3 separate regions of the Mus musculus genome follow, and regions 1 and 2 are each linked to region 3. A link is a contact called in public Hi-C and HiChIP or PLAC-seq data. All regions are on one chromosome and are shown on one strand. The core of a region is the stretch at or near the end of the contact, and the rest is flanking DNA. Distances in the headings are between cores, read along the strand shown.

What was found. A called contact is a pair of places that touch in the nucleus more often than the background predicts. HiChIP or PLAC-seq counts read pairs in DNA pulled down with a chosen protein or histone mark.
Region 1: a contact with region 3 is called in a Hi-C map of myocytes, with 1.6 times the contacts expected there. The contact joins two enhancer-like sites. A contact is called at or near these places in 1 of 15 datasets of contacts at CTCF or cohesin (embryonic stem cells), 7 of 484 Hi-C or Micro-C datasets (B cells, the Ba/F3 cell line, bone marrow-derived macrophages and 4 more), 6 of 115 datasets of contacts at active chromatin or transcription factors (T-cell acute lymphoblastic leukemia, bone marrow-derived dendritic cells, embryonic basal ganglia and 2 more) and 1 of 9 other capture datasets (pancreatic islet).
Region 2: a contact with region 3 is called in an H3K27ac HiChIP or PLAC-seq map of embryonic stem cells, with 2.9 times the contacts expected there. The contact joins the promoter of Atxn2 here to the enhancer-like site in region 3. A contact is called at or near these places in 11 of 39 promoter capture datasets (the C10 cell line, the HPC-7 cell line, cranial neural crest and 5 more), 3 of 484 Hi-C or Micro-C datasets (all in embryonic stem cells), 14 of 115 datasets of contacts at active chromatin or transcription factors (embryonic basal ganglia, embryonic forebrain, embryonic hindbrain and 5 more) and 1 of 9 other capture datasets (embryonic stem cells).

Annotation. Positions count from the first base shown.
Region 1 is chr5:121,805,930-121,809,752 of GRCm38.p6, reverse strand. Atxn2 (ataxin 2) reads right to left here. Exons shown (of 25, transcript NM_009125.2): 21 at 3,478-3,531. Among named protein-coding and RNA genes, the nearest start is that of Mir7031, 11 kb to the left of the region's middle. Within about 2 kb of position 2,407, at least 51 of the 459 cell types and tissues checked have an H3K27ac peak or open chromatin away from gene starts, as enhancers often do. A contact at or near this core is called in myocytes, where this site is marked.
Region 2 is chr5:121,709,246-121,713,037 of GRCm38.p6, reverse strand. Atxn2 (ataxin 2) reads right to left here and starts at 1,429. Exons shown (of 25, transcript NM_009125.2): 1 at 762-1,429. The coding sequence starts at 1,402.
Region 3 is chr5:122,068,562-122,072,569 of GRCm38.p6, reverse strand. No RefSeq gene overlaps it. Among named protein-coding and RNA genes, the nearest start is that of Gm52786, 15 kb to the right of the region's middle. Within about 2 kb of position 1,444, at least 27 of the 459 cell types and tissues checked have an H3K27ac peak or open chromatin away from gene starts, as enhancers often do. A contact at or near this core is called in embryonic stem cells, microglia and myocytes, where this site is marked.

The DNA of each region.
Region 1 (3,823 bases), core at 1,158-3,657, 260 kb after region 3:
TGAGACTGATGAAGGCAACTGTGTTTAGAACCTGGTACAGTTTCCCTGACTGTATTAGTCAACAGATGTGTAAAGAGAAAACTACGGCAGCCTAACGTCACAATGTTTTCAGTGAGTCAGGGAGACCAGTCCATCCTCTAATTCCCTGACTGTGAAAAGCACTTAAGAACGACTTTTGTTTTTAGAGACAACAACTACAGGTCTGCAACTATAGACTAGGCTGCTAGATGGTGATAACTGGTCCACATGTCTCATTCTAAAACCACAAACATTAAAGCCCCATCCAGTGTTTAGTAAGTGTTTCCTTTATAGCAATGTTAAGTCCAACTGAGGGAAAGCAACCCTAAATGTTTATTTATGAGATTTCATAAAGATAGAGGATATAGGAGCTCAAGTATTCAAACTAAAAAAAAGTTTAAGAAAACATAAATAAAAGGCTTGGAGACACAGCTCAGTGCAAAGCTTTGCACAGAAGGCCCTGAGTTCCAGTCCTGGAACAGGTGGGAAAACAAGTAACTCTGAAGGAAGCTCTAGCAAAATGCAGTGGAAACACGGCCACCGCAGTCATAGTAACTATGTCCATCAAGTCTCAGAATTACATCTGTCAACTGGGAAAATGGGAAAGTCTTGATACTGTCACTTGGAAAGAGAATTAAAAGATCCTTTCCCTTCTTTGTTTGGTTTTTCTTCTTTTATAGCTTAAGTTGGCCTGGAACCCACCCTCCCCAACTCCATCTTCCAAGTGGATCCGCACCGGGGTACCATACCCAGCCAGGATCAAAATCAAACAGCTTTATTACTCATAGTTTATGCTTAAGATTGGAGCCAGAGCCTCCTGCATCCTAAGTACACAGTCTACCACTGAGCTACACTGAGCCATGTTCTTAAGATTGAATAACTAGAGGCAGGGCTTGGTGGAACCCACGCAACCCTCAAGCTTGACAGCAGCTGACCCTCCCACCTTAGCTCTTCACATGGCAGGGCCACACTTTCACTACCACATCCAGTTTAAAATTTTATTTTTATATAAAAGGGCATTTAAAGGCTAGGCTCTCACAGGAAGTGTGTTCTTATCATTGAGCCACCTTCCTGGCCCTATTAGACATCTTTTAAAAAGATTGATTTTTATTATATGCATATGAGTGTTTTGCCAGTGCAACACACACATGTGCAGTGCTCACAGAGACCAGCACAGAATACTGGATCCCATGGAACTACAGTTACAGATATAGTTACACATGGGTGCTGGCAACCAAACCTGAATCCTCTGCAAGAGTAACCAGTGCTCTGAACTGCTGAGCTGTCTCTCCAGGCCCTAGTATGCATTTTAACAAAACACTTTCAGGAGCATCCAGAGAAATGTTTCCATCTGCTCACTTTCTGGCTCAAAGAGGCCTAAAAAACAAGTACCTTATGTAACCCTTTCCCCTTGACTATAATGTGAGAAATCGGGAAATGGGAACCAACACTGTAATTCCAGCAACAGCAAAACTAAGGGCAATAAAAAGCGGGAGAGGGGCTGGTGAGATGGCTCAGCAGTTAAGAGCACTGACTGCTCTTCCGAAGGTCCTGAGTTCACATCCCAGCAACCACATGGTGGCTCACAACCATCTGTAATGAGATTTGATGCCCTCTTCTGGTGTGTCTGAAGACAGCTACAGCGTACTTACATATAATAAATAAATAAATCTTTAAAAAAAAAATCAGGGAGAGGGAAATTAGAGAAACAACAGAACAGAAAAGACTGGGGAAGGTAACCAAGAGCAGTCTTTGGAGAGTGGCAAGCAAGGCTCTCAGCCAAGGGCAGGATTGAATGGCTTTTCCTCTGCTGGTTAATTTAACTACTTGGGAGACTAGAAAGACCATGAATCCCCTCAGATGTTCTGAAATCGTTATTCAGCAGCTAAACTACTACTTACAAGGCTCAAACAGTCTCCCGAGAGTTGGGTGAGAGGACAAAGCGCTTCTTGACTTAAGTATTTAAAATTCTAAATATGTCAACTCTTTTTTTAACATTAACTAGATTCCAGAAACAGTCCCCTAAGTCATGAGGTTAACAAAAGCGAATTCAGTCCTCAGGACCAGATGTTCACTCTGTAAATAGTTTCTATCATTTTGACCTTGGATGTACAAGTCATTCGTGATCACTAGCACTGGAAACACTGAAAATAAGCAGAACAGGATCCTCCAACTTCAATAATTCCAAAAAGGGGATATAACTCAAGGAGATTTTAGGGGGCAGAGGGGATAAAAGACATCACACTAAGGCGAGGCAAAACCGCAGTGGACTAGGGCAGAACACTGCGGTGACTAAAATCCCCAACAACAGCTGCTGGCTTTAGTGCTGACTCCTTTCATGAGGAAGCTGTGCTCAGGCTGTTAGTGCTTAGGGATGATTCAAGACCTTTCAGCCATCTGCCAAGGAAATGACTATGACTGTAACAGCCAGCAGGATGGTAAGGATAACTGCACTAGAGACCTCAAACTGTGCTCCTGAAATCCTCAGGGACATTCTCAATAAGACTACTTTTCCAAGAGCACATGAAAGGGCTCTATTTGTTAACTTATCCCAGGCACCAAAAAGTAGCAACTAATTAATGAAAATTTAAGGTAAAAATGTTTCCAAAACCCTGATGATTGAGTAGTCATTCCAAAATAGCCCAAAATTTAGTCCCAAATTTAATAACATTAAATCTTATTGTTTGTTAGGACTCATGTTTCATACAAAGTGACATCAGCACACACATTTCTAAAAGGTCTCTTAGTAATTAGCCTATCAAAGCCCATGATCTGCTTCCCGGTAAAGCAGGAAAACTCCATCTCCTAAGCTCCCTTAGGGAAGAAGGTAGCCTAGACCACACATTGTTACAGGCTTCAGGACACTTCCAGAGGCCTTCACACTTTAAGCCTCTAGTCATGCAAATAGCGCTAAGACAGAACTGTGTCTCTAACTACTTCACCTGTGCTACAGGAATCTCAGTGAGGTCACTTCTCTGCAGCCCAGAACACTACTCACTAGTACTTTAAGCTTTGCACAAGCTTGTGGCTTAGTATAAAATACTACCAACAGTTCAGAAAAAGTCTCCCAGAATGAGGAAAACAAGGTATTTCCCATACAGCTACACTCTTGCGTTGTATTCAAAATGGCTTCCTGAAAGAACTCAGTCTTTGATTCCAATTTTCTTAAGCTATGACATAAGACATAGTTCTTTTGTCAAAACTCTGAATTATACAAACAGAGCCACAAATCTTAACTTTACCTTTTTTTTTTTTGTACTAGGGAATGAATTCAGGGCCTGGTGCATGCTAGAGCAAGTTACTCCACCACTGAGCCACATCCCCAGCCCAGACATGCATACTTTGAATAATTCTGTCTGGTAGAAAGAAAATGTTCTCCAACAAATTAGCTACTTTAACACGTATCCCTTAAATAGTGTTTACTGTGTAGTTAAAATTAGTATAAAAACCCCAACTCACTGGCAAAGTAGAAAGAAGGGCTTGTCTCCTTGTTGTATGGTAATTTGGGACATGCTGAATGTGGGAAATAGAAAGGTAAATTAGCCTCTTGAGGTGTGCATTCCTGATGCTCTGGAAAGGCCGACACATTCAGTGATCTTTTGTATTCACGCACAGTTCGTTTGGTCAGGGGTGACCAGCACTGTAAATAAGCATTGCTGCAGAGATTTACAAGCGAACAGGACTGAACCGGAAGGCTTTCCTTCTGTACTGAGGTAGCAAGTCCACACGCTGACTTGCTTAAATAAAAAGAATAAGATTATTATCTGATAGAGAACCGTTAACTGATAAAAAGACCAACATGGCA
Region 2 (3,792 bases), core at 180-2,679, 360 kb after region 3:
GCGGCCAACCCACCTCAAGAGTCCGGCCCTCGCCCACCTCTATTCAAAGGCGCCTTCTGCTCCGCGGACGAGGAACAGCAATGCGGATCGGCCACCACCCGCGCGCAGGGGACCTTGCGGGGAAGGAGGGAGGCGGGCCTGGAGGGAGCCGGGCACTCCCACCCCTTCCCCAGTTGGGGGGGGGGAGGGGAAGAACGGCCCGCTGCGGGAACCCCGCCGCCCCAGATCTAAAGGGGGATGGGTGCGTTAGGCCGCTGGCACCCACCTCGCCTCCGTCGCCCACCTTCCCAGGGTCTGCGGGGCGGGGGATAGATATGCAGGACACCCGGCTTGACCCTACCTGGGGCGGCTGGGCCTCAATCTCCCCTCCTCCCTCCCGACTCCCCACCCGGCAAAGAGGCTCATTTCAGGAGAGGATCCCCCCACCCCCTGCGACCCGCACCCAGGCTCAGCCGCCCTTCTATCGGGGGGGGGGGCGCAGCAAGGGGGTGGGGCGGGATACCAATCGCCCCTGGCACACCCGGGAGGGGCAGGGGGCCGCCAGGGCCGTCCATCTTGGCCGTCTGGGGGGAGGGGACGCGATGGTGCGGGAGGCTGGACACGGCCCGAGAAGCCCGAAGGAATCTGCCGGCGCCTCCCGCCCCTCCGCGGGCCCCCCGGCACATCGCGAAGCCGGCCGGTCACGGGGCGCGAGGCGGGGGAGGGGACGAGCGGCGCGGGATCGGCCCGGCGCGGAGGGGGCTGGGGGAGCTGACACCCACCTGCCCAGGCCGGGACGCCCGCCGCCCGCGGCCGCCGAGGAAGACGCCACCGGCGCGGCCGGGGCCGGCACCACGGAAGCCGAGGTCACCGCGGCCGAGGCCGGCGCGGCGCCGGGCGACGAGAGCAGGCCGCCGCCGGGCTTGCGGCCAGTGGCGGGCGCGGGCGGCTGCGGCTGCGGCTTCAGCGACATGGTGAGCGGCCCATACACCGGCTCGCACGCCGGGCGGGGACAGCCGGGTGCCGGGCGCGCCGAGGAGGAGACGCCGGAGCGCGGCGGGGACGCGCGGACGCCGGGCGGGCAGGCGCGGGCCGGCGTGGCCGCGGGGGCCAGAGGCAGCAGGACAACGACGAAGGGGCGGGGAGGCCCGCAGACACCGAGCAGCCGCCGGGAGCCGGGCCGGGACGCGCCGTGGCCGTTGCTACCAAAACAGTCTGAGGCGCAGGGTGGCGAGCGCGGCCCGCGGGGAGGGGCGCCGGGGCCGCGCGGGGGAGGGCCGGCGGAGGGATACGCCACCGCGCCGCCCCGCCCGCCGCGCCGCGCCGTCCGCGGGAGCGAGCGCCGCGCGGCCCAGCCCGCCGGGCGGCGCGGCTCGGGGTCCCCCGCCGCGGGCCGCTGAGCGGCGGCGGTGGACGAACGCATGGGACCCGGGCTGGCGGACGCGGACGGGGTTGACGCGGGCCTGGAGGGCGCGGAGATGCGAAACAGACCCGGGGCGGGGGAGGTGTCGGGGGTGGGGGGGGGGACTCTTTACCGGAAGTCGGAAGGGTCAGGCGGAAGTCGAACGTGAGACGGCCCGGGGGGCCGATCAGGGACACGTGAGGAGCGGGGCGCAGCGCTGGGCCGCGTTCGCTCTCCCCGGGGTCGAACTAGGGCCGTGGAGGGGGCCAGGAGGGATCCGCCCTCGCCAAGGCGGGTCTGAACTTCGGGATCTGCTTCGGGGACGGGCGCCGTGAGCTGCTCGGGTGTCCTCGACCCCCTTGGAGGACCTTGATTTCACCCCACCCCCACCCCACCAAATCACAACTTAGAGGATGGCCTGCGGGCACCTTCGGGGCGGGGACCTGCAATCGGGGCCTGGCACACAGTAGGCCCCCAGGTGCCACTGCGTGCCGACTTGCCCTGCCAGCGTGGGGAAGCTTGCCGCCTCAGAAGCCACCGCCAGCTGCTTCACTTTGCCCCACTTTATTCACCCCGGCGAACTGTTGGGTCTCTGACCTTCATTTGAACCCTCTTTTTTTTTTTCCCCCTAGCTCGCTCGGACTTCTTAGTTCCTCCTTCAGGGGACCCGAAGGGAAATGGACCTGATTGGTAGTAGAACTGGGTGATGGGGTCTCCCTCGGTGAAGACTAAACAGACTTTCCCAAGAATGTCAACTTTAGACCTTGACCCCTTTTAAAAACTTTTACTTTAACTCGGGAAGGCCACCAAACACTGGTCCGTTTTTTTTTTTAAGGTGTTGTAATTAAATTGGAAACAAATGGTTAACTTTTTTCAAATGAGTTTAAATTGGTTTTTTTTTTTTTCTTTCTTTTCTAAGTGAAATTGCTTAAGAAGGTGATGGGCCGAGGGAAAAAAAAAAACCCTCAACCTATTAAAGTCATTCCAGTGAATTAAAGGCAGGCATGGTGTTCTTGCCTGTAGTACGAGCACTTGGGAAATGGAAGGAGGATTAGACAGTCAAGGTCATCTTCACCTTCATGAGGGAATTCTAGGCCAGGCTAAGCTACAAGAGACCCAGTCTCAAGAAGGGGCAATTCAATGAAGAGTTACCCCTGGTTATGGCACATGCCTTTAATCCCAGCTCTGGACAGGCAACTGGATCTCTTGAGTTCCAGACTTGTTGGTCTACATGGATTTTTTTTTTTTTAAGTAGCTAGCAGATAGCTCAGAAGGTAAAGGCCCAGGCTGCCTAAGCTCACCACCTAACTCTCAACCCTGGAGCTGGCATGTGGAAGAAGAAAACTTAAATGCTTGGAATTGTCCCCAGCCCTCCACCCTTGGATTGTGCCACACATATATAAGCAATATAAGTATGACCTTGTCGGTGGTGGTTTTTGTTCTTGTTTGGTTTTTTCCGAGACAGGGTTTCTCTGTGTAACAGCCCTGGCTGTTCTGGAACTCACATAGATCCACCTGCCTGCTGAGATCAAAGACCTGCTTCACCATGACTGGCCATAAATATGACTTTAAAAAAAAAAGAGAGAAAAATGGATCTGGGGTGTCAGTTTTAGATAGGGAGTATAGCATTGCCTCTCCAGCTCCACACCCCTGGTCCACCTGTGAATAATTAAAAAGAAAAACTTAGAACGTATATAAGAGTTACTAGTAGTCCAGTTGAAATTCAATTAACCTACATAGCCCAAATAAAAATTGTCATATTTGGTGAACACTTTCTAAAAGGTCATTGTTATTTCCCAAGAACATGGAGAGAGGGAAAGTTAGCCTTCCTAGATGTGGTGGTCCTTGAAAAAGTGACCCTGAAGAAGCCTGACATGAAAGCAAAGCCTTGAATCCCAGCATTCGGGAGATAGAGGTCACAGGGAAAAGAGTTCAAGGCCAACCTTGGCTACTACTACATAGTACATTTTTACCAGCTCTGTGAAACACTGTTTCCAAAAGAAGCCAAAATAAGTAACAAATCTAGGGTTTAAAACATTACTTGAGCCCGGCAGTGGTGGCGCAGGCCTTTAATCCCAGCACTTGGGAGGCAGAGGCAGGTGAATTTCTAAATTCTAGGCCAACCTAGTCTACAGAGTGAGTTCCAAGACAGCCATGGCTAGACAGACAAACCCTGTCTCCAACCACCAACCCCCCCCCCAAAAAAAAAAACAGTACCTGATTCCTAAATTGAAAATGAATTCGTAAAATATATACTAATACCGGTAAGTTCATGTTAAAGGTTTTTTTTTTTTTTAATTTTATGTGCATTGGTGTTTGGCCTGCACATAGGTCTGTGTGAGGGAGTCAGATCCACTGGAAATTTGAGTTATAGACAGATGTGAGTTGCCATGTCGGTGGTAGGAATTGAA
Region 3 (4,008 bases), core at 195-2,694:
ACAGGGTGGCCTTGGGGACCAGAGATATGATTCATGTTCTTAAATGATGCTATGTAGGGGTACACACACACACACACACCACCGAGAGATGCCCAGAAAAAGCCACACAACAGTTGAAACTTGAGCTCTGGATGCCCTGGGACACCTATGTGTTCTGTATCCCCAGGTCTGGAAGCTGCACCCAGACCCTCTTTCACTACAGCCTCAGGCCTTGGGCGACATCATCAGGACCCTTGGCTCCTGTGAGACAGACTCAGGCCCAGCCAACCACAGCACTTTCACGTCTCACCTCTCTCCACATAATGATTAGGTCTCTACTGTGAACTCAGTCAGGCCTAGCCAATCAGAGCTTGCCATCCTTCTGACTTAACCATGATTGGTTCTTAGATCAACACATGACCTAAGTAAGATTGGTTAGTAAGGTAGCCTTACCTCCGGAGTTAAGTCAGGACTCAAAGGCCAGGCTGATGGCTGGGATTTAAGCTTTGAGATCCTGGCAGCCATATTAGCAGCGTGAGGGAGAAGCTACTTGATAAGGGAAACTTGACTCCTGACAAGGAGCAAGATAGACATCACCCAACAATGGCTGACCCATGAGTTGTATGTTCCGTGATCAAAGTCTGTTCCAGACCCTGTGGCAATGGCTACTCATTTGCCCCACCCCCACCCCCAGCCGCCTGAGTACTATGACTACTTCCATTTTACAGATAGGAAAATGGAGGCCCAGGAGCTCACCGAGGCAGGGGCGGAGCCAGAATCTCAGCCCAAGAGCTCTGGGTGCAGAATCCCAGTTCCTAAGCATAGGGCATTATTCTACAGCATGTATTGGGCACCTACTGTGTACCATGTTGTGTGGAAATGTGGGCAGCATTCCTGGAATCTGGCATGCCCAGTACTGGGTTGCCATGGTGACCTGCCTTTGGCCTGGGTGGGGAGGAGCGGACATCTATCTTCTTCCAGTTCTGCTAACTGCAAGATCAAGGTCAAGGCGTGGCCCACTGTTGTGGTGTGACCTGACCTCCTTGCTGGAGGACATGGCTTCTGTGTGCATGTTCAGGAAGAGGAAGGCTCCTGAGGCTTCATGTCCCCAGTCCTGCTGGGCGGGCCTGTTCTGTGGCTCATCCCATCCTTAGGAAACTGGTATGCAGACAGACACAGGGGGTGCTCCATGGTACATGGGGAGCAAGTTTCTTCCAGACCTTCAGGAGTAAGAGTGTGAGAGAGTGGGTGGGCCAGCAGTGGGGGGAGCCAAGGGTAACCCGGTAGGTACCCTGTTTCTATGACTTTTGCAGAGAAACTCCTTAGCAGTGAGCCTGGCGGGCCCTCACAGACCTTCACAAATGTCAGGGGTATTTTTAGCCCGCAGAGCCGATGCGTCCGGTGGCGGACGCGAGAAGTGAGAACGTCTGGACAGACAAAGTGCACAGCCACAGGAATCTCTATTTCAGGCTTGTGGGGCCTGGCTCGGCCAGAGAGAGACAGCAGGCTGCCTGGCAGCTGGAACCAGAAACCAGCCTTGAGATAACCGAGGCCTAGAACCTTCTCTGATCTCCTCCCGGGAGGGGAGGAGGGCCCTGTAGCAAGTGCCATCTGAGTGGGTATCCTGGGGTGGTGGGTGGCCAGTGAGGTGGCAGGACAAGATTGCCACTGTCGATTCCCTGGGCAAGTATTCACAGGGCTTGAGGATCACTGTGGAGTCGGGAAAATTCTAGAAGCACATGGTCTGGACTAGGTGCTTTGTCAGCCTGAGGGACTGTGGTTACACAGAAGGTGGGCTCTGAGCCTGTCTCATAGTCAGAGAAGGATCCTAAGGAGGGTGTGTGTGATCCTTGAATTAGGGGCTTCAGTGACACTCTATAGCAAGCCAGCCAAGATGGGAGTGGAGTGTGAAAACCTGGGGGAGGGTAGAGGAGGGAGTTCAATCATTCATAGATAGATAGATAGATAGATAGATAGATAGATAGATAGGTGTGTCAGTGTTTTAAAAAGAATCATCTATTTATTTTATGTATATGAGCACACTGTAGCTGTCTCCAGACACAGCAGAAGAGGGCATCAGATCTCATTGCGGATGGTTGTGAGCCACCATGTGGTTGCTGGGATTTGAACTCAGGACCTCTGGGAGAACAATCAGTGCTCTCAACCGCTGAGCCATCTCTCCAGCCCAGATGTGTGTTTTTATCTGCAGGACGCTGTCCAGAATCCCTCGTCAACACCCAGAATGGCACACGGTCCCAACCTTATGGACGTGTTCCTGATGGTGTGTAGTTTACTAGTCAGCCATAGAATCGGCTATAGAAGGAGCTAAGGGATGATGGGAAATCCAAGCAAGGATGACCACCATGTCATAAAACTTACCTATAGCTCCGAGCCGAATGGAGTACTCCCATGGGCCAGGCACTTGGAAGGTTGAGGTCCAGAGAACCCTTGATCCCAGGAGTTTAGGCGAGTCTGGGCAACAGAGTGGGATGCTGTCTCTAAGAGGTATGAATAAGGTATAAATAGACAAGTGAAATAAAGGATAATATACAAAAGGAGGAAGGACAGAAGGAAGGAAGGAAGGACAGAAGGAAGGGAGGGAGGGAGAGCTGGCGGCAGTTTCACTATGGCACGTGACTGACCCACATCTGCTCCAACTTCAACCTCACTGCAGACTTAGGAGTAGGAGATAGGCTTTTGGTCCCATTTTGCTGCTGAGGGGACAGGCTCAGAGAGAGATCAGCCTACTCACCTGAGGCCACACAGAGGTACTGGAAGATGCCCTATCCATGCAAACCCCGTAGAAGATGCCCCATAGTCCTGGAGAGCCCAGGCTTTCCCCCTTTCTAGCCATAGCTCAGCTCTGACTTCATCCACAATTTGTACTGTGCTGGGATGGACCACACCTCCCTCCCTCCAGTGTTCCCAAGACAGCCCAGGACACTGCCCTTCCTAGCACACAGCCATGTGTGCAAGCCAGCCTGACAATGATCGCTCACTTTGTATCCTGCTTTAAATGCTTTAAACGGACTCTTCCCCTCTTCCAAATCCCTGTAAATAGATGTATAGGACAAGGCAGCTTTACAGTACTATAAACGAAACGCCAGTTTTTCTTTGCAGAAATAGAACGCAAACTAAAAATAAATATATAAATATTAAAGTTTTCTTTTAATTCCCACGTTCATCTCGGCACAATCCCGTGTCCCATACACACCCCCCAGCCCCCACCGCACACCCCATACTGGTTCCTTATTCCTTCCAAAGGCAGAGAGACAGCAGGGATTACAATGATACACAGTATCAAAGAAATTGGGGTAGGAATGCCCGAAACAGGACAAAGCGACACCAGGAACCTGTCGCATGGATGGACCAGGAAGTACCCAACATTGGCATCTGTGGTGCTGCCCACCCTGCCCATCAACTCTCATCCGCGGGAACACAAGATGCACACACAAAGTGGGGCGTCACCTCCAAAGCGGGCACTCAAAAAAGACCATGTTGGGGAGGAGAGATGGCTCTGTGGGGAAGGTGCTTGCTGCACAAGGCCAGAGTAGATTCTCAGCCCAGTGTAAGAAGCCAGAGGTAGAGAGGCGGCCTCGGGAGGTGAAACATAGTTGCTTTCTCTGTGGGTCCTTCCCTTCCCAGACCCTGAGGAGCCTGTGCCTGGGCATCTCTCCCAGAAGAGTCTTGGTTTCTATTTTGCATATTGAAGGCTCTGAGAAGCCAGGCAGTCCCCCAGCAGTGTCGAAGGTGGGTATTGTTGGCAGCTTGTGCCACGTGGAGCCTCTGTGTCAGCAGCCCTAAGCTGACAGCCTCGAGAAGGACGCTGCCTTTAAATATATTTCACAGGCTCCCAAGGCAGAGCGGCAAACCGCTTCTTCTCACGATTCCAAGACCGGAGGTGGTGCAGCAAGAATTAAAATATTCTGCCTTAAGAACGGAGCCAGGCTGATGCCCCGAGCCGCTAAGCCGTTGCTGGGAACAGGGTGGCGGCTCAAGACCAGGGCCTTTCCATGTAAATTCCAACCC